Linked DNA regions of Mus musculus: regions 2, 3, 4, 5, 6 and 7 are each linked to region 1. Evidence: chromatin contacts called from public HiCAR-type and promoter capture Hi-C data. All regions are on one chromosome and are shown on one strand. Each heading gives the region's core, a stretch centred on a gene start, on an enhancer-like site or on the middle of the called end of the contact. The rest is flanking DNA. Distances are from core to core; before and after follow the strand shown.

Region 1 (2,508 bases), core at 6-2,505:
ACTCCCACTACTCCTGCCTAGGGAGTGATGGGCTGGGGACACAGGTGTGGACTTGCGCACAGACAATCAGGTTTGTGGCTCAACCTGTCCCACCTTCTCCCTGTGGAGATTTGAGAACCAACTGCAGATAAACATGAACCCAACCAAGGTGCTCTGCCCAGTTTAACTCTCTAGGGCCACTTCTGTTCTATACAGCAGGTCCTCTCCACCGGGCTCCCCCGCCTGCCATGACCCTCAGTTTTCACCCTGTCTGTGAACCAGCATCAATACTAGCACTGCACTTGGTGTTGCCGCAGACACCCCCACCCTGCCCCCACTTCCAACCCTGACCCAACTCCACCACTCTGCCCACACGGCCTGTGCCAACTACCTATGGCGGCAACCAGCTTTATGTCCCAGGTGTACTCGGGCCTCGAAGAGGCTCTTCACAGAAAACAGCTCCTTGACATTGAAGAAATCCGAATGCTGTAATGGCGTATCTAGGATCCTGCTCTGGAAATCTGAAAAAGAGAGTAAGGGCAGACACTGTGGCCCATCACCAACCAACCAAAGACTCACCAGTCTCCTGGGAGTGGGAAACTCAAAGCTGTGAGGAAACGCCAGGAAAGATCTGGAAGACACAGGGGCATTTTTGCAACACCGAGGGACTAGTGTCAAGGTCTAAAGTGACTGTGTGCGGGGAAAACCTGGCCAAGTCCTCTTCCCTTAATCTCCACAGATGTAAGAGGAAAACGAACCAGGGGCCTCGTTGACTTCGGGTGCCTTAAACGCCCCTCCAGAAGACCAGCAAGATGGACAGATACAAAAGTAAGTCTTCACGGGTTTCGAGAGCTACCAGGCCACAGGGGTTCTATCTCCCTCCCACCACACTTAGATTGGTACTGGGTTCCTTTGGGGACCCTGCAATGACAACCTCTCCACGATTCCGCGCCCCGGCCCAGCTCCACCCGCTGATCTTTACCGTCGCCATCCTGGGGCTCGCTGACTGCGGGGACCGGGGCTCCCGTGACCTTCCTACCATTCTGCTCCGCAGGGCCCGGGATCGCCTTCTGCAGGAAACCTGGCCAGCGCCGCACACCTGCGGGGAAAGAGCCGGTGGGGGCGCGTCCAACCCTCGTCCCTGTCCTCCCCTCTCGGATCCCCGGGTTCCCCCCATCTCCGAGATTCACCGCGCTCACCTGCACACAGCAGCCGGGTCAGCACGGCCGGAGCGGGCGCCATGGCGGGCGCGTGGACAGAGATCCTGCAGAGACTCTTCCTGCCCGGCAGAGCGCCTCCTCCTCTGAGCGCGCGGGGTCGCAGCGCCGCTTGCTGGCCCGGAGGACCCTCTCCGCTGTGCACCGCTCGCTGCGCCCGCATCCTTGTAAATGGGCGAGTTGGCACTGTGACCAGTGGTCTGCACTCAGCTGGGACGTGGGGCTGAGCTAGAATGAGCGACCTCTCACCCACAGCTCGTTCCTCTCGATAAAATTACAGCATCCTCTGGAGGAGGCGACCCTCTTGTTCAAATTGGTTTTTAGAGGTTGTTTTTAGGGTTGCTGTTTTTTTTTGTTGTTGTTTTTGTTTTTGTTTTTGTTTTGTTTTGTTTTGTTTTTCCTGAGACCCGGTTTCTCCGTAGCCTTGAGCCTTGACTGTCATGGTATTCGCTATGTAGACCAGGTTGGCTTGAACTCAGAGAGCAACCCGCCTCTGCCTCTGGAGAGCTGAGATTGAAGGCATGCCCTACCACCGCCCCGTTTATTGTTTGTTTTATAAGTGCATTAAAAAAAACTATTTATTTTATGTATATGAATACACTGTGACTATCTTCAGACACACCAGAAGAGGGCATCAGATCCCATTACAGATGGTCGTGAGCCACCATGTGGTTGCTGGAAATTGAACTCAGGACCTGTGGAAGAGCAGTCAGTGCTCTTAACTGCTGAGTCGTCGCTCCAGCATGCATTTTTTTTATTTTTTAACATTTGTTTTAGTTTTACTTATTTTTTGCCTACATGTATGTATGTGTACCTTGTGAGTGCCTTGTCCCTGTGGAGAGCAGGTGTCTGACCTCCAGGAACTAGAGTTAAAAGTGTTTATGAGTCACCTTGTAGGCTCTGGGAGTTGAATCCAGGTTCCCTACAAGAGCAATGAATGCCCTAAATTGCTGAGCCATCTCTCCATCCCCAAATTACATTAAACTATGACGACAACAACGATGACATTGACAATGATGACGACGACGATGACAGCAACAACAACAACAACAATCTCCCTGACTGGCCAGACATTCATAGAGATCTGACTGCCTCTGTCCCCTGGGTGTTGGAATTATTGGTGCACACCACCACACTGTGCCCTAAGTAATTTTTTATTGTTTGTTTTAAAATTACTATTTATTTTTATTATTGTTGTTAAGACAGGGTTTCACTATATACTCCTGACTGGTCTAGTACTCTCTTTTTAAATCAGGCTGGCCTCGAACTCAGAGATCTGCCTCCTGGCATTGCGCTAGCACGTCATTAATGC
Region 2 (2,508 bases), core at 7-2,506, 2.0 Mb after region 1:
AACTGCTCTCTGGAGCTGCAGATCTCTTATATAAATATTTCTGTAGCATTGGGCGCTTTTTCTCTCGGGTACTGACCCCATGCTGCTAACCCCCAGGCTTGAGGCCAGTTTCTGAGAGGAGCAGGAGATGGGGGCTGGACAGCTGTTGGCACTGGCCCTTTAGTGCCTTTCAGGAACAGGTGTGTCAAGGGAGATGGGAGGGTCCTAGGACAATATAATCTGGGGCCCTTATTCCTTGTTGAACTCACCACCGTGTTTTAGGATGGGGAGGTGTTGTTCGTTCCAGATTCCATTGAACTTTAACTGCAAAGGGATAAGGAAGGCATCTTGGACGCCCAGTGCTAAGCAGCTTAGCACAGGATGTCCAAACATCAAGGTGGAGATAAAGCATGAGAGGCTGTGTTGACGCTAGCAGTCATTGTACTGGAACTCTGCACTTTCCCAGGCCACCTAAGTCGGACACAGCCAGGGACCAGTGAGAAGGGTGACCGTGGAACGTCTAGACTCGGGTTCCTGCTGGGAATCGAGAGCGCAATCTGTCCAGCAAGGCACTAGTCCTTGGGGAGTTCCCTTAGGGAGCCCCGAACTCCCTTCTACAGAGGCTGCGGGCGCGACGCCATCATCGTTTAAGGTCAAGCGTTCCGGAAGTCATGGCTAAGAGTGCCTGGCCTCAATCCTCCTGATGCCTATAGCCGAGACCAAACAGCTCCCAGGAGTGGAGCCCTAGGGACAGGACACGCGCAACGCTGCCAGGGCGCCACATTTAAACTCCTGCCCCAGGATTCCCCCCAAACTTGACTTCAGCTGCTCCTGCCCACGGTCCTAGACCTAACTCCAGGATGGAGCTGGTTCCCCGTGCAGCTTTCCTTTCCCACAAGACCCGTACCTCCTCTACTATTGAAATGCAAATTCTGGCCAAATGTCGCAGAGGGCGGCTACACACAAAGCCTGATCCTTCCGCAGCGCCAGCTCAAACTTTTGGTCTCTGTAAACTTTCGAACAAGAAGTAGTTCCTAGATGCCCATTCCATACACCCCTCCATTCCTCCTTGTCTTGCGAACCATAAGATCCTTAGATCCTGGCTCGGGACGCGCTCCCTAGCCCGGACAGGCGCAGAACCCACCAAAGCGCTGGGAGGGACAGGGTCCACAAGGGGGTAAGGGTTCGCAGGAACCAGGGGCGGAGCCCGCTGGGATGGGGCGGGGCAGGGGCGGGCCCCCATAGGGGCGGAGCGCCCGCCCGCTCAGAGCCTCACTAGTGCCTCTGCCGCGGGAGGGAGCGCAGGGGCGTGGGGCGCAGGGCGCGGGCGCTGGGCGCGGGTGCGAGCGCAGTGAAGGAACGAGCCCGGGTGCCTTGTAGGGCCCAGCGCCGCTGAGAGCCCAGCGCCGCCCACCCGCCAGGAAAGAGGGCATCAGAGGGTGGACGCCTGCGGGACCGCCGGTGGTGTGCGTCAACGTCCGATCCCCGCCGGCCACCCCAAGAGGCCGCCGCCCGGGCTGCGGGCAGCTGGCGAGCAGGCATGCCACGGCTCCTGACGCCCTTGCTCTGCCTAACGCTGCTGCCCGCGCTCGCCGCAAGAGGTAGGCTCCCGCGAGCCCGCAACTTCGGGCGCCTTTCAGAAACTTCTGTTGCGCCCTGCGCACGCTTTGGGTAGATAGGAGTAAGGGACCAGCTGCCAGAGTTGAGAGCCAGAGCGGGTGGACGGGACCGTGGGACCTGGTGTCCTGGCGTGTGAGGAGGACCCTTCTCTTTCCAGGGGTACCCACTTTTCTCATAGCGCCCAAAGACGCTGGAAGTGTGGTATGGGGCCCCGGAGGCCCAACCCTGGCTCGCACTTGGGTAGACGCTCCTGGGGCTCGCCGCGGGGGCGGACATGCTGCTTGCGCCTCTACTTTTCGATTTGAATCGAATCGGTTTTGGTTTCCTGTTGCTTCTTGGGACCATTTATTTTCATTCTTCTTTGCCTCCGGCCCGTGCTAGGGCGGATGTTGGGGTGCAGTGTGAGGTCAGGGGCGCTATACTCTCGTTGCTTACTTAGAGCGGGGCAGAGACGATGTGCCCTGGACTCCTAGTATGGGGTTTTGGGATCGCTGTCCCCTAGCCGGAATCAAACTTTCGAAGAGGGGCGATGTGCAGGCGGCTTGCTGCCTAGGGTGGGCGTGGGACTGACTCATTTCGGAAGTTTGAAAATCCTGTGCTGATTGGAACGGGAGCCGGAGAGGGGAGCCCTTATTTCCCTTCCGGCTTCACAGAACGGGGTACTCCTGTTGTAGTAACCAACTGCACTCTTCTCCCAGTAATCGAAGGAGAGAACTGCCTGCCCTTTCCTTAAAAGTGGGGTTTTATGTGACGCTCGAGCTCAGCCCTACATCGAGGCTTAATTTTTAGAGCTCTTTAAGATGGCGTGGGAGGGGCTTGATTAATAATAGCCCCTTCCCGAGAACGGGGTGGAATTCCTTCTAAGTGGGGTTTCTAAGACCCCCTCCCTGGGTGCGGCGGGGGCTGCCC
Region 3 (2,508 bases), core at 5-2,504, 1.8 Mb after region 1:
GTCTGACGCAGCTCTTCTCCAGGATCCCTGAGTCTTTGCTCACCCCGGGGCGGGACTCACCACAGTGGTACTCAAAAGCTCGCACAGATTTCTGCCACTCAGTGGGGAACAAGTTGGCAAGCCCTGGGCCCATAATTTTCGAGGCTGAACAGTCCAGCTCCAGAAAAGTCACATGGAAGGTGGGAAGGTCATTACAGGGATAGTAACTGCACAGCAAACTCCCTGCCCAGGAAACCCGGGCCAGGTGGCAGGTGCCCTAGTGTTTCCCACGCAGGAAACTGAGGCTTGGGGCAGGAAGGGCTCAGCCAGTGGCTCTCTCTGAACCAGCCCCACTGGGAACTGGCCCAAACCCCTCTCCTGCCACTCCTGGGTCCACACATTGCTGAGTCAGGGCCTAGCTTCAGGGCTAGGGGTATGGGTACACCCCATCTCCTGGCACAAGAAGGGTCCCCCATACACCTCAGGTCACGAACCCAACCTAGGCCTGAGCATGGATCACAGCACAAGCTACTGCCTCTGGAAGAGGGCAGACAAGGGCATCTGGGCCTGGAAGAGCTCTGCATCCAACAGGCTTCAGTCCTCATCCTTTATGTAAAACAGTCTAAGGGAGGCCAGGCCCCAGGACAAAGGCATCCTCCAGCATCCTCAGGACGGCCCTTCAGAGAGACCTTGGCTAGACTGGTGAGGGCTGGCTCCTTCCTGTAGGCTCTAAGGACCGTGGCAACCAGCGGCTGGAGCCCAGAGGCCTGACTCCATCACCTCAAAGCATGAGGGGAGGGGCCTCTTCTGCAGACAGGAGCTGGCCCTCCACTGGCCCAAGGTCACCACAGCCCCTGTTTCCAGCTGTCTCAAGAACTGGCCAGGGGCTGGCCAAGTTTGCTATTCCAGAATTTTTTTTTTAAGTTGCGAAGGTTAGAAAGGACTCCGGTGCACCCGCGTGCACCCATCGACCCTCGCCATCCCACGCCCTGCCCCTCCCCGTGTGGTAGCACCTGGCCGGCTGCGGCTTACCTGCAGGCCCTTGGAGAAGGGGCAGAGGAGCACTAGGTGCACCAAGCGCCGCAGCCGCCGCATGATGGGCTCCGGCCCCGGCTGCGGAACCCCGCGGCTGGCTCGGCCTCAGCCCCAGCCCGGCCAGGCCCGCAGCGGCCGCCGCTCGCTCTCCATGCGGGCCGCTCGTCCTCGGCTCGCGTTAAAGGCAAGGCGCGTGCCTTTCTGAGCAAGGACCGCGACGCACGCGCGGGGAGACGGCCTGGAGGAGGGGCGTGCACGCGCGGGAAGATGGACAGAGGGGCGTGCGCGCGCGTGTGGAGACAAACGGAAGGGGCGTGCACGCGCGTGGGAGGACTGGCGCGCGGCCCCGCGGCTAGTCTAGCTCTCCCGCTGGGGACCTACGCCACCCCCCACCCCCCCACCCCCAACCTCCCGAGAGCTCCGGGACCCGCTACGGCAACCCTGTGTGAGCATGAAACACCGGGGCAGGCTGGCGCTGAGGACCTGTAAGGTCCCCGCCTGCGCTTGCGCATTTCTTCCACCTTTTCAAGGGTAAAAGACGTTGATGGATCTGCCCCCATCCCTCCCCAGTATGCAGGTGAGGCTAGTCAGTCCTGAGGCCACCACCTCTGGCACCGAGAGTCTTCAGCCCTTGTTGCACCGGGGCATAGGGAAGGACCCACAGCCCACGCGGTCAGCAACTACTCCTGAGAACCAGTTTCTTCTGATTTCTGCCCATGGACAGACACGCCCCTCTCCTGTGACTCCCATTTAGGGTGATTAGGAAAGCAGCAGCTGACCTTAGTTAGAGGCTTATTGAACTTAGCAGACAATGGCCAGAATGCACCGTCCACCATGCGCATCAGCTGCCCTCAATCCTCACCCACACCTTTCTTAGGGGTTCTATAGCGATGTCATATGCATTCCCAGGGAATACGCCTTCCCCTGTGCCCCAGTGCTGTCCATATATATATGCCTTGCAAAATGATAAAAGACAGCTTTAGTTTAAGGATGTTAATTGCTTCGCAATTAGTGAACCAGGCCAACCTTCTCTTCATAAAAGTGGAGCGAGAGTCCCATGAGCCCAGCTGAAGGGTTTGGATTTATAAGCTAGAAAGGCTGAAGAGAACTAGAGCCAGGAGCAGGTCACAAAACAAATGGAAAATAGCATCAAGTCTGTGTCCCAGAAACCAAGAAGCAGAAGCAGAAAGACCAGCCTGGCCTATGTTTCAAATTCCAGACTAGCCAGAAGCCCAAAGGGAGACCCTGCCTCAAGGAAGGAAAGAAGGAAGGAAGGGAGAGAGGCTGGAAGAAAGGGATGGAAGGAGGGAGGAAGAGAGGAAAGAAGAAAGGAAAGAAAGGAGAGAGGGAGGGAAGGAGGGAGGGAGAAAAGAAGGAAGGAGAAAAAAGAAGGGAAACATGGGATTGTTTCATTATCGCACCAATTATAAACGAGCTGCTTAAGCAGTTTGACTATTTTATTATGTCTTCAATCTTGATTTTGCAGGTCAGATA
Region 4 (2,508 bases), core at 3-2,502, 1.6 Mb after region 1:
CTGTACCTTTGATGCCACCTATTTTTGCCATCCTACTTAGAGCTATCATGCCTGCATCTTAGAAGGACTGGCCTTGGGCTTGGAAAGGCTGAGGTGTCTTGCTCAGAAGCGAAGATCTTAGAAACCGGGAGCTCAGACCCCATTGCCCCTCAGTACCAGGCTCACGGCTGACATACAGAAACCATGGTTCTCGGGCAGGTATGTGCATTCAGCCTGTCACTCCTGACTACCATCAGCATGCCTCATCCATGGTTGTAGTCCTGGGTCTATAAGGAACATAGGCTGGTCACCAGGTGACCCAGCACCTACAATAGCCAAAAAGAACATAGCACTGGAATGTGTAGCTAGGGGCAAGTCACTGCCCCAGTGAGGGAGTTTTCCAGCAGTGATGCCAAAGCAGTGTTAACTGTTGGAAGAGCTTGTAAGTGCCCTGGAGAAAGCTTAGCCACCTAGTGAAAGACAGTGTTTTATTGTTTAGTCAATTCTGTCGTTCACATTTAAAAGCGAAACTTCTCCTTTAAAGGGCACCATTGTCTTTCCTCTGCTTGCGTGGCCAGGGCCAGAGCTCCCTGGAGATACTGCTTGGGGATTTAGTGTTCTAGAAATTCAGAGTCACAAGTGATGTAAGTTGTGTGTCACCTTTTTTCATGAACTTCTGAGTTGCTGGGTCACACCCAAAAAACTACCGGGCAGGCTCTTCTTTGGGCTTGCCTTTCCCTTCATTTCCTCATAAGTAGCTTTAACGCCATCTGCAAGTAGTTTCTTATTCCTAAGGGCTCATCACCATTGAGATTCATTGCTACCGCATGTAATCTAAGATCCACGCCATACTCAGGTCTCTAGTTGTGGCCCACGTCTTTTTATACCTGATTGCGTTTTGCTCTGTGTGGCGGGAGTGGCAATAGGATGCTGGGCATCCCCTGCAGGCGGGGTTCTGACCTTCAGTCCAGCAGTAGGGAAAGAGCTATAGTAGCCCAGGTCTGCCCGGCCCTGAGGGCTTCAAGCTCGGTGGGAGCCCAGCCCTCTCAGGTTACAGGCTCCATTTTCAGAGAAACGCCTCCAGATTGAGGAGTAGCCGGCCCGTCAGGCATGGCTAATTGAGCTCCGAGAGGAAAGCAGCTGCTAGCGGATTTACACTGTGGCTTCCGGGGCTGGCTGGCTGGTTTGCTAACCTGGAGTTTAGATTACGGCTAATCCTTGGGGGTGGCTTCCGGTGCTCCAGGCTGCGTCTGCGCATAAGATACTTCCGGCGGGGTCACGCCGCTCTACTGGTGGTACCTGCGTGTACGGAGCTTCCGGCGGGGCTCCACCGCGGGAGCTTCCTATTCTGGTCCCAGCCTTGGTTGGCAGCATGGCTTCTCTCCTGGCCAAGGATACCTATCTTCAGGACTTGGCCAAGAAGATCTGCGCGCAGCCTGGCCCTGAACGACAGAGGAGCACATGGGGTAAGGCATCCGGCTCGAGCAGCTTTTGGGAGCAGACGCCGTCAGTAAGGAGCCCGCTGTCCTAGGTCGGGGCCGGACCCCCCGCAAGGGATATGAGTTCGAGCGGGTGGGTACTCGCGGGGACAGCAAAAGCTTGAGCTCTGGGCCCTGAAGGAGTGGGAGGCAGTTAGGAAATTACCAGACTCGAACGGAAAGAAAATCGGGCTTGCTACTACAAGTGTGAAGAGTTTTCTTACTGGCGTGTGTGTTTTTCAGCCCTTGTCTGTGAATGTGTTTCTTGTGTTGAAAGAACGCACACTCCATTCTTGGCTGTTTAGTTTAAAGCGCTAACATTTCCTTATCTTTGGAAGTGGAAGCAAGTCTTAAATCATAAAATGTTAATTGCGTCTGGGCCTGGTTGGTAGGGAGGCTGAGGAGAAAGACCTCGAGGTCAAGACCCGCCTGCCTGTCAGGACTACAGGATGTGATCACCTCTGCATGAGCAACTTCAGGAAACTCTCCGAAAGTAAAAGGAGCGGGTGGAGATATGGCTCAGTGGTTAAGAGCACTTGCTACTTTTGCATAGGACCCAGATTTGGTTCCCAGCAGCTACATGGCAGCTGACACCAGCCCCTAATTCCAGTTCTAGGGACTCATTAACACTCTTCTGGCTCTCAGTGGCACCAGGGATGGTCTTGATGCACAGACATACTTACAAACAGCACTCATAAAAGTAAACGAGTCTGGGAGGCACAGGTGGGAGGTGGTCTGCAAGCCTTTTAACACCAGCACTTGGCAAACAAGCAAGAAAGATTACTGTGAATTCCAGATGGCCAGGACTGCATACTGAGACCCCTTTTATTTGTTTGCTTGTTTGGAGACAGGGTTTCTCAGTGTAGCCTTGGCTATCCTGGAACTTGCTCTGTAGACCAGGCTGGCCTTGAATTCAGATTCACCTGTTTCTGCCTCCCAGGTGTGCCACCACCGCCTGGCTTAAGATCATGTGTTAAAAACAAACAAACAAACGGAGCTGGAGAGAGGGTGCAATAGTTCTGTGTATCTACAGCTCTTAGGAGAGGACCAG
Region 5 (2,508 bases), core at 3-2,502, 1.5 Mb after region 1:
AGAACTGGTCTGTAAGCCAGAACTCTACAAGATCAGTGCTGTCAGGTAGAAGGTGGCTGAGGCCTGAGTACAGAGGCCACTGTCAGCGTGGGGTAGGGGACAAGATATGTAGGCAGTACGGGAAGGATAATTAGCATACAGGGAATACAGGGTGTCCGTTGGAGCTCAGCCCAGGTAGTGAGCAGTGGTTTGTTTTTTGTTTTTCTCTAAACATTTCTGGCCATCAGAAGTGCATTTGCTTGGCTAACGCATGTAAGCCTTCTCTCAAAGAATACTGGAAAAGAGGAAAAGAAAATGAGCGAAACTGAAGCTTTTATAAGCCGAGTCTAACAATTAATGAGGCTGACATGTGAGGAAAAAAGCGATTAAAAAAACAACCACTCAGGTTCTGCCTTTAAAGACCCCATACATGGAGGGAAGGGGAAGGGCACGTGCACCATTCTCCAACCAGTGGTCAGACTTGGGGGTTGGTCATCATTTTAGAGGGAAACTGAGGCCCTGGGAGGACTCAAAGGAGGAGAACTCGGAGGAGGAAACATGCGGGGATCATAGGGTCACCCTGTGATGGAGGCTGGGCCTGGCTGTGTGGCCCTCGGACCTGTCCCGCTGCCCAAGGACACTGGACCTTGGTTGTGGGGGCATCTCAGCACCTGATATTTTTCCATGGTATCTCGTGGAGACACTGCCTCACTGTCCTACTACCGGGCAAAGCCCTCGAGCCAGGCCGGTAGTCGAACCCTCGTTTGAGCATGCTCGGTAGTGACTGCTCCGTGTGCCCACCCCACCTCCTCAGCCCCTCCACCTGCCTTCCATAACCCTCAACCCGGGGCGTGTCTGCTTAGCACTTTGGCTCGTACATGGCATACTCGTACTATGCCCCTTAAAGAAGCCACAGAGAATAGGGAGCCGTGTTTCGGACGAAGGGCAGGGCCCCGGTGTGTTGGGTAGGGTGGAGGGCGGGGCAGAGACTGACGACGCGGCAGGCGGGGCCGCAAGTACTACGGGCGGGAGACACAGGTGGCAGGAAGTCTACCAGCACGGTGGGCGGGACCTGCTGCTTGGTGAGGGTGGAAAGTGGTCAGCGCTTCGGGTTCTAGAGGCTGAAGGGCTAGGGGTGGTCCGTAGGGGCTGGAGGGGCGGGGCCTGGGGTGTGGGGGCGGGGTCTACCTGTGAAGGGCGCGCGGCGGAGGCGGGGCCTGTTCGTGAAGGGCGGTGCGCCGGCGCCAGGCTCCTCGAGCGTGGCGGGCGGGGCCTGGAGCGTGAGGGCGCGCGGCAGGCGGGGCGGGGCGCGGCGGGAGGCGCGGTCCCTTTAAGGCTTGGCCTACGTGGCAGCCGCTAGAGCAGCCGCGGCTCAGCGAGGCCGGCCGCCGGGTACTTCCTGTGGAGGCCGCAGCAGGCGCGAGCGCCCAGGACCTGCCAGCTGAGCCTTCCGCCGCCGCCATGGGACAGAACGACCTGATGGGCACGGCCGAGGACTTCGCCGACCAGGTGCGGCCTGCCCCACAGCCCGCTGGCCGTCACGGCCCCACGGACGCCCGTCCTCGCCGTCCTGCCTAGCTCTACGGAGAAATCCGAGGGGAGGCTGGGCGGGGGGTTGGGGGTGGCGGCCAGGGAGGCTCCCGGGGCCCGCGGTGCTGCTCTGTGCCCTCTGCCCTCTGAACCGCGGCGGCTCCTTGGGGACCTCTGGGGAAGGGGGTACTCTGTGCGCCCCGCTGCGTGGCCCCTCCGCCCTTGTCCAGGACCGTCCTGGCCCTTCCTTCTTTGCGTGGACTCTGCTCCGGTTGCCCGATCTGGGTCCACGCTGCCGAAGGAGAGGAGCCTGCCCCTTGGCTCGCCTTCCCAAGTGTACAGGTGGCTTGTGAACCGCAGGGAAGGCCTGGGATGAGTCTGGGCCCGAGCGACTAGCTGGGCAGGGTTAGAGCCGGAGAGAGGCGCAGGTGGCACCACTTTTTACAATTAAGTTCGACGGATGGGGTGGGAGTTGTGTGAGTGTGAGGCTTTGACTTCTGAAATTGTCCCGTTAGATCTGCGAAGTCATAATATAACCTGAACTAGCCCTGGAGGCTGAATGGTGCCGGGGCCCACCCGCCAGCCAGTTTTGGTTCACTTAGTGTGTTCGTGGCTGTCGGTGATACGAGGAGGCATTTTTTGGCCTAGAGTACTCGAAGGTTGGGTGTGTGTGACCATCTTCAAATGAGCTTCTCTACCCCTCCTTTTGAGGGGTGTCACCTCCCCATGTTCACCTTCAGTTCTGTTGAACCATTTTCCTGTGAGCTGATCTTTTTAAAGGCATTTCTACCCCTTTTGGAAAAGTTTCTAATGCCACGATTTTGCATTAAATACATAATTTTAAAATTGTATGGACCAAGGTCTTCCTCTTGTGATGGGTTTCGTTGACATAATTCTCAGTGACCCAGTTTTATCTTCCTGAGTAGCAGCTCTCTAAGAAGATGGCTTCATAGCCAAGTTTGTGAGCGGCTCACCTCAGGATCTTCAGCTGGAAAACCC
Region 6 (2,508 bases), core at 5-2,504, 1.5 Mb after region 1:
TCAAAACCTTGATGTCCACCCCCCTGATCCCAATGATCAGGTTCAGGGAACAATTTAAGCTACGGCCACAGGTCTCCAGTAAGGTTTCACTGATAGCTTGGCTCGGCAGGAGGATTAGGGAGGCCTTCGGGAGTAGCACAGGTACCCACAGGAAGTATGGGACTGGGTGGGATTTCCAAAGTCAATCTAATCTAGAAATCACCTGGTCACTGACTGAATCACCATGACGGAGGGAGGATAGCCGCCTACAGGTCATGGTCAGGCCCTTCCTTGTCCCTCACCCCTTAATACCACCTTGAACTAGCTAACTGCACTGAAGAGGATTTGATCAACCTCAGCAGACTTCTTCCAGAGCTGCCTTACCAGGGCAGCACATACCTAACTCTACCCTATCCATCTGACTAGCAAGATCGTCTGGACAGATGGGGCTCCAAGGTATTCCTCCAGACAGGAAAACGGATGAGTCTTCCCCTACCCACACAGTTCCTGCTCTGGTACCAGGTAGGCAATGGATCCTCGGGCCTTCCCAGCACTCACCTGGACTTCTAGGAATTCACAATGAAAGGGACACCCAGGATTTAGCAAACACACTGTTTGGAAGGCCAGCAACATAGCTGCACTGAAGAGGCGGACCTGCCTTCCTCTTTACAAGAGCAGAGAAAGCTTGCTGGTGTGGAGGATACTAGGCCGACGAGAAGCATTAGGAGAGTGTGGACAGTAGGAACCCGAGGAGAACTCCGATCACTGCCCAGCCACCCTGAGGGGCCACTCTTCTCCTGGCACCATCTGACCCCCAAGCAAACTTCCCAGCCTGTGGAGAGCTGCCCCCCATTTATGAACAAGTTTTGTCCAAAGGCTGGGAACTTGGCAGTCCCACCCCAGCCCAGGTAAGCATCACCAGGCCGAGGCAGGGCCGGGAAGGGGCAGACGCGCGTCCTCTGTGAGTCTCATTTCCTCTGATCAGGGCCGCAACAACTGGGCAGTAAGCCATCGAGTTCCGGCGGTGGACTGCAGGCCTGAGGCCGGGAGCCATGGCAACCCCGGGGACGCCCGCTCCCTGGACCCGATACTCACACACCGCTCCTAGCACTCCCGCCAGGCGGCACAGCCAGCGGTACCACCAAGTCATGCCCTCTTCCTGTGCCGGCGGGGCTGGGCCCGCGGCCGCTCCGGCGGCGCCCGAGCCGCTCATGCTAAACGCTGCGCGCAGCCCCAGGCGCGCACAAAGAGACGTGTCCACCCGCGCGCGGCCTTGTGGGAGAGGTGGTGATTAGCATAGGGGCGGGCCCGCAGGCCATAGCCGGGGGGCGGGGGGAGGGCGGGAGGAAATGGAGTATAGCATAAGGGGCGTGTTTACAGACTGTCAGACGCCCTTTGCCACCCAGCAGGTGCGCTGGATCCGGTCTGGCCTTTCCTCTTTGCAAGATTGGAAGACGTCATCCAGAAGTGGCAAAGGCCTTGTTCAGACCTCCAAGGAACTCCGCCTTGCAGTAGAATGAGCTTTCGAGCTAGGCTTGTAATGGGCGGCAGGTTATGGGAGGAAAACTCCAGTCTGGTATCCTGTATCCTTTATTAACCACTGGGGGCTGGGACTGTTTTTCTGATCTCCACCTCCCAGTCCCAGCCCTTCTGCACCTGGAAAAGGTCACTAAAAGAGGTTCCCTAAGGCTAGCAGGCATTAGAACTTCTAAAGAGGCTAAAGTTGCATACTCCCCGGCTGTTGGAGAGAAACCTAGGACAGAGCCAGGCTGTCGTCCTGTTCCGATGTCCTAGGTGAGATGGTCCAATACTCGCCCTGGAGACTGGCATGTGCCTCCAGGAAGCCAGGGCTAAACTCCAGTTCAGCCTCGCTGCCTTCGGACTCCCAGTAGAGCACCTGCTGCCCCCAAAATGTTGTGGTCCTCAGACTGTGGATGTCCCTGATCTGTGGAGAAGCAAGTAGCCAGAACAGGCCATGAGTGATCATTATTTATAAACTCCTGGCTACTCAGAGTCATTTTTGTTTCTTAAAGGAGCCCACATGAGGGACACTCGGTTCTACCCAAGAAACTCCCCAGAACACACAACCAGGTACAAGAGCTAGGATCCTGCTCAAGACTAAGTCTGAGGTGCTCTGGTGCCTTGTAGAGCATACTGAATCGCAACCCTACCTATGCTCTTCTGAAAACAAACAAAACACCAGACACAAACACGATGCTTCCACGCTGGGTCAACAGGCAATGGACTCCCAGGGAAGGCCTTCTCTCTTCCTTCTTGTGGGTAGAGCCACAAGCATTCCCTGGTGAGTGAGTGAGTGGCAGAAACCCTCCTTCCCATTCTTTCCAATAATTTTGAAGTTTTGGATGAAAAATAAGCTAAAAGTGTTCCCTAATGCCAACACTCCCTCCCTCCTTCCTAGAGACAGCTCTCCAGAATCGTATCAAAAGATTACCCCCTTTTTGTCCCCATCCTCGTGGCCTCACCGAGACATAGTTGGCATTGGTCCCCTCAGAAGCAGTGCCCATATCA
Region 7 (2,508 bases), core at 7-2,506, 1.4 Mb after region 1:
AGCTCCAAACTTTGTCTCAGGGCCCTTCTCTCTTGAGAGAACAGAGATATGGAGGAGGGGCAGAAGGAGGTACAGCCTGCACCTGGCTCCTGATTCCCTTCCAACAAAACAGCCCCTCAAACCCAAACACCCACCAAGGGTTACGGTGAATCAAATCAAGAGAGCTTCCAGCCTTGCTGCTCCAACTCTCAGAATGGCTGCTGCGCACCTCAATTTAAACCCTGTCCTAGAAAGGAAGCTAATGTAGCTTGTCCCAGGTGGGTGTCATCTGCTGGTGAGTTAGACAATGGGCTTCAGAAAAAAGAGGCAGCTTGCCCAAAGCCACACAACAAGGTAGCCTACTGCCCCCTCCCCCACCACACACACACACACACACCACAGAGCAAACTTAGGGACTCAGTCGCACCCAGCAATTCCAGGGGAAGAAAGTCTGGAAATGGTCAGCACCCTCGAAGCCCTGATACCAACTGTCCTACTGTCCTACTGTCCTTCTGTCCTTCTCCCTCTCCCTTTTTTTCTCCCTCCCTCCCTCCTTCTCCTGCAGGTGTCCAGGAGCTTGGTCAGCATCACCCTTACGTCCACCCACCCCCGACACTGAAGGTCTCCATCTGAGTCCCTATTTTCACTCCAGCACAGAGTCCCCATCTCACACAGTCCCATTAGCCTCCATGGCTCCCCAGTCCCTGCTGCTGCCAAAGACAGGTGCCCAGTCAGCCTCACACTTGGTTTTCATTAAGGCTCCCAGACACTGCTGGATTCCAGCCAAGTCCAGCTCAAACAGGATCCATCTCTCCCTAGGGTCCAAAACCTTCAACAGGCCCACCACAGCATGGCTTTGCAGACCAGACAGCAACTGCTAGTACCAAGGTTGTTGCCTCAGGACCACCCTGCCACTGTGTGGCATAGGTTGTTCCCCCCTTTCTCTGTGGTTGAATACCCTCACCAGGGGCTGGGACATCCCCCGGCCCCCATTCTGAACAGCTTGGCTGGTCTGGGATAAGCTACATCTCACACCTCCCAAAGACCACAGTATGAGCAGGGACAAGTATGTAGTGGCCTACCTCACCCAGGGTCAGCAGGTTGTCCTCCTTTTAGAGAAAAGGGTGAGAGCTACTGCCAGGTGCACGGTGCAGGAAGGTGAGTGCAGAGATGTGCGGGCTCTGCCTGTCTCTGGTCCTGCTTCCCCAGCTGCCTCCCTCTCCCACTTCAAAGAGCATTCAAGGGAGGGGGTTCCCAGGAGGGGCTCTCAGCCCAGTGGCTGCTCTGTGGCCGCAGCTGCCTTTATAGCTGTCAGGCAGACGGGGAGGAACTCACACTTCCCACCGCTGCTCCCCCGCCCAGCCTGCTGGCGGCTGGCCGGGCGCACACTTTAACCCGCTCTGCTCCTCTGGAGTATGGCCAGGCTGTCCAGCTGCCTGCTGGCTGCTGCTGCCACAGTCCAGGATCAGTGAGTGAGCCTGAGACTGGCTTGCCTAGGTCCAGAGTGACTGACCCTAATGGATCAATTAGCCTGAGGTCATGTGGAGGGAGGTTGGCAGTGGTGGAGCGGAGCCCCCTTGACCCACCCATCTAACTTCAGCTTCCAGAGAAGGCTGGAAACCATGTGATGTCCAGGCTTTCGGCTCCTGTTCACAGGGAAGACACAGAGGTCCAGACATTGCACGGGTGCAGGCCACCCTCCGTCCTTGGAAAACAGACCTGAACAACGGAGGAACTGAGATACATCCAGAGATCAACCAACCAATGGCTCCAGGGAGAGGAAGAGGTGGCTACAGCCTATCGACCAGATGTCTAGGAAGATCGTCGGCACGGGGTATTCTGCAGATGTTTGGTACCAGCTTGGCTGGACCCCACAGCAGCTGGGCAGCTATTGGCAAGCAAGCAGGACTCAAGAGCTCTGTCCCTGCTGAGCTAGAGCTGAAGTCTTATGAATCCAAGAGGACTTTGGATGATGAGATGTCTGCTCTGACATTTCCTGCTCTCTGAAGCACCCCGTCCTGGAAAACAGGCACCTTCAAATGCTAAGTGATTCTGAAACAACATCCCACAAGCTGGCTGAGCCATTTCATCCATGCCTCTGTCCCTGTAGTGGGGACTGGAAGTCCTCTCCTTTTCTCTGTCCCTCCCTCTTGTCCCTCCCTCTGTGCTAGATGATAAGCTTCTTCAGCTGCCTCTTTGGGCTGCTAAGAGTGATACCCTGGGGGAAGTCTTGTGTCTGACCACCAGACCGCAGCCAAGAACAAAGCAACCAGCAAAAACCAATCAGCACCCAGCCTCTCTGTGAGGCTTGAGTCAGGTGACAAGCATCTTCATCATCTGTACTTTACCGAGGAGAAACTGAGGCTGGGAAGTGGAGTGGTCTGCTAAAGCCACCAGTCAAAGTTGTGACAGATACAGGTTGCGGCGCTGCTCTGCCACACACCCTCTCCTTCTGCCTGGTTCTTCAAAGATGCTGGCTGGCTCTCCCAGCTTAGACTGCGACAGGGGGCAGAGGGTCAGCTCTCACTC

Evidence for each region. Promoter capture Hi-C pulls out the DNA fragments that hold promoters and counts their contacts. HiCAR-type assays count read pairs that join an accessible place to other places. Capture Hi-C pulls out chosen DNA fragments and counts their contacts.
Region 2: a HiCAR-type map of astrocytes shows a contact between it and region 1, with 2.5 times the contacts expected there. The contact joins the promoter of Notch1 here to the promoter of Mrps2 in region 1. A contact is called at or near these places in 1 of 39 promoter capture datasets (liver) and 1 of 115 datasets of contacts at active chromatin or transcription factors (astrocytes).
Region 3: a promoter capture Hi-C map of liver shows a contact between it and region 1, with 3 times the contacts expected there. The contact joins the promoter of Dipk1b here to the promoter of Mrps2 in region 1. A contact is called at or near these places in 7 of 39 promoter capture datasets (the C10 cell line, cranial neural crest, embryonic stem cells and 4 more), 1 of 115 datasets of contacts at active chromatin or transcription factors (astrocytes) and 1 of 9 other capture datasets (liver).
Region 4: a contact with region 1 is called in a promoter capture Hi-C map of liver, with 3 times the contacts expected there. The contact joins the promoter of Surf6 here to the promoter of Mrps2 in region 1. A contact is called at or near these places in 8 of 39 promoter capture datasets (the 3T3-L1 cell line, cranial neural crest, embryonic stem cells and 5 more).
Region 5: a contact with region 1 is called in a promoter capture Hi-C map of pre-B cells. The contact joins the promoter of Surf4 here to the promoter of Mrps2 in region 1. A contact is called at or near these places in 4 of 39 promoter capture datasets (cranial neural crest, embryonic stem cells, hippocampal neurons and 1 more) and 1 of 9 other capture datasets (liver).
Region 6: a promoter capture Hi-C map of liver shows a contact between it and region 1, with 2.5 times the contacts expected there. The contact joins the promoter of Cacfd1 here to the promoter of Mrps2 in region 1. A contact is called at or near these places in 3 of 39 promoter capture datasets (cranial neural crest, hippocampal neurons and liver) and 1 of 115 datasets of contacts at active chromatin or transcription factors (astrocytes).
Region 7: a promoter capture Hi-C map of second pharyngeal arch cranial neural crest shows a contact between it and region 1. The contact joins the promoter of Adamtsl2 here to the promoter of Mrps2 in region 1. A contact is called at or near these places in 7 of 39 promoter capture datasets (the 3T3-L1 cell line, the HPC-7 cell line, cranial neural crest and 3 more).

Annotation. Positions count from the first base shown.
Region 1 is chr2:28,466,813-28,469,320 of GRCm38.p6, reverse strand. It overlaps Mrps2 (mitochondrial ribosomal protein S2), which reads right to left and starts at 1,255. Exons shown (of 4, transcript NM_080452.3): 1 at 1,179-1,255; 2 at 962-1,078; 3 at 371-500. The coding sequence starts at 1,221.
Region 2 is chr2:26,502,570-26,505,077 of GRCm38.p6, reverse strand. Notch1 (notch 1) reads left to right here and starts at 1,256. Exons shown (of 34, transcript NM_008714.3): 1 at 1,256-1,580. The coding sequence starts at 1,520. Gm35978 (predicted gene, 35978) reads right to left here and starts at 1,151. Exons shown (of 2, transcript NR_132655.1): 1 at 249-1,151.
Region 3 is chr2:26,627,203-26,629,710 of GRCm38.p6, reverse strand. It overlaps Dipk1b (divergent protein kinase domain 1B), which reads right to left and starts at 1,254. Exons shown (of 5, transcript NM_019833.3): 1 at 1,012-1,254. The coding sequence starts at 1,074.
Region 4 is chr2:26,901,631-26,904,138 of GRCm38.p6, reverse strand. Surf6 (surfeit gene 6) reads left to right here and starts at 1,252. Exons shown (of 5, transcript NM_009298.4): 1 at 1,252-1,445. The coding sequence starts at 1,352.
Region 5 is chr2:26,932,255-26,934,762 of GRCm38.p6, reverse strand. It overlaps Surf4 (surfeit gene 4), which reads left to right and starts at 1,252. Exons shown (of 6, transcript NM_011512.3): 1 at 1,252-1,488. The coding sequence starts at 1,441. Stkld1 (serine/threonine kinase-like domain containing 1) reads right to left here and starts at 707. Exons shown (of 19, transcript NM_001379463.1): 1 at 651-707. The coding sequence starts at 665. It overlaps Gm36591 (a long non-coding RNA gene), which reads left to right and starts at 1,495. Exons shown (of 2, transcript XR_374179.1): 1 at 1,495-2,508.
Region 6 is chr2:27,008,672-27,011,179 of GRCm38.p6, reverse strand. It overlaps Cacfd1 (calcium channel flower domain containing 1), which reads right to left and starts at 1,254. Exons shown (of 6, transcript NM_029862.4): 1 at 1,075-1,254. The coding sequence starts at 1,192. It overlaps Adamts13 (a disintegrin-like and metallopeptidase (reprolysin type) with thrombospondin type 1 motif, 13), which reads right to left. Exons shown (of 29, transcript NM_001001322.2): 28 at 2,463-2,508; 29 at 1,555-1,924. The coding sequence ends at 1,733.
Region 7 is chr2:27,078,127-27,080,634 of GRCm38.p6, reverse strand. Adamtsl2 (ADAMTS-like 2) reads right to left here and starts at 1,256. Exons shown (of 19, transcript NM_029981.2): 1 at 1,062-1,256.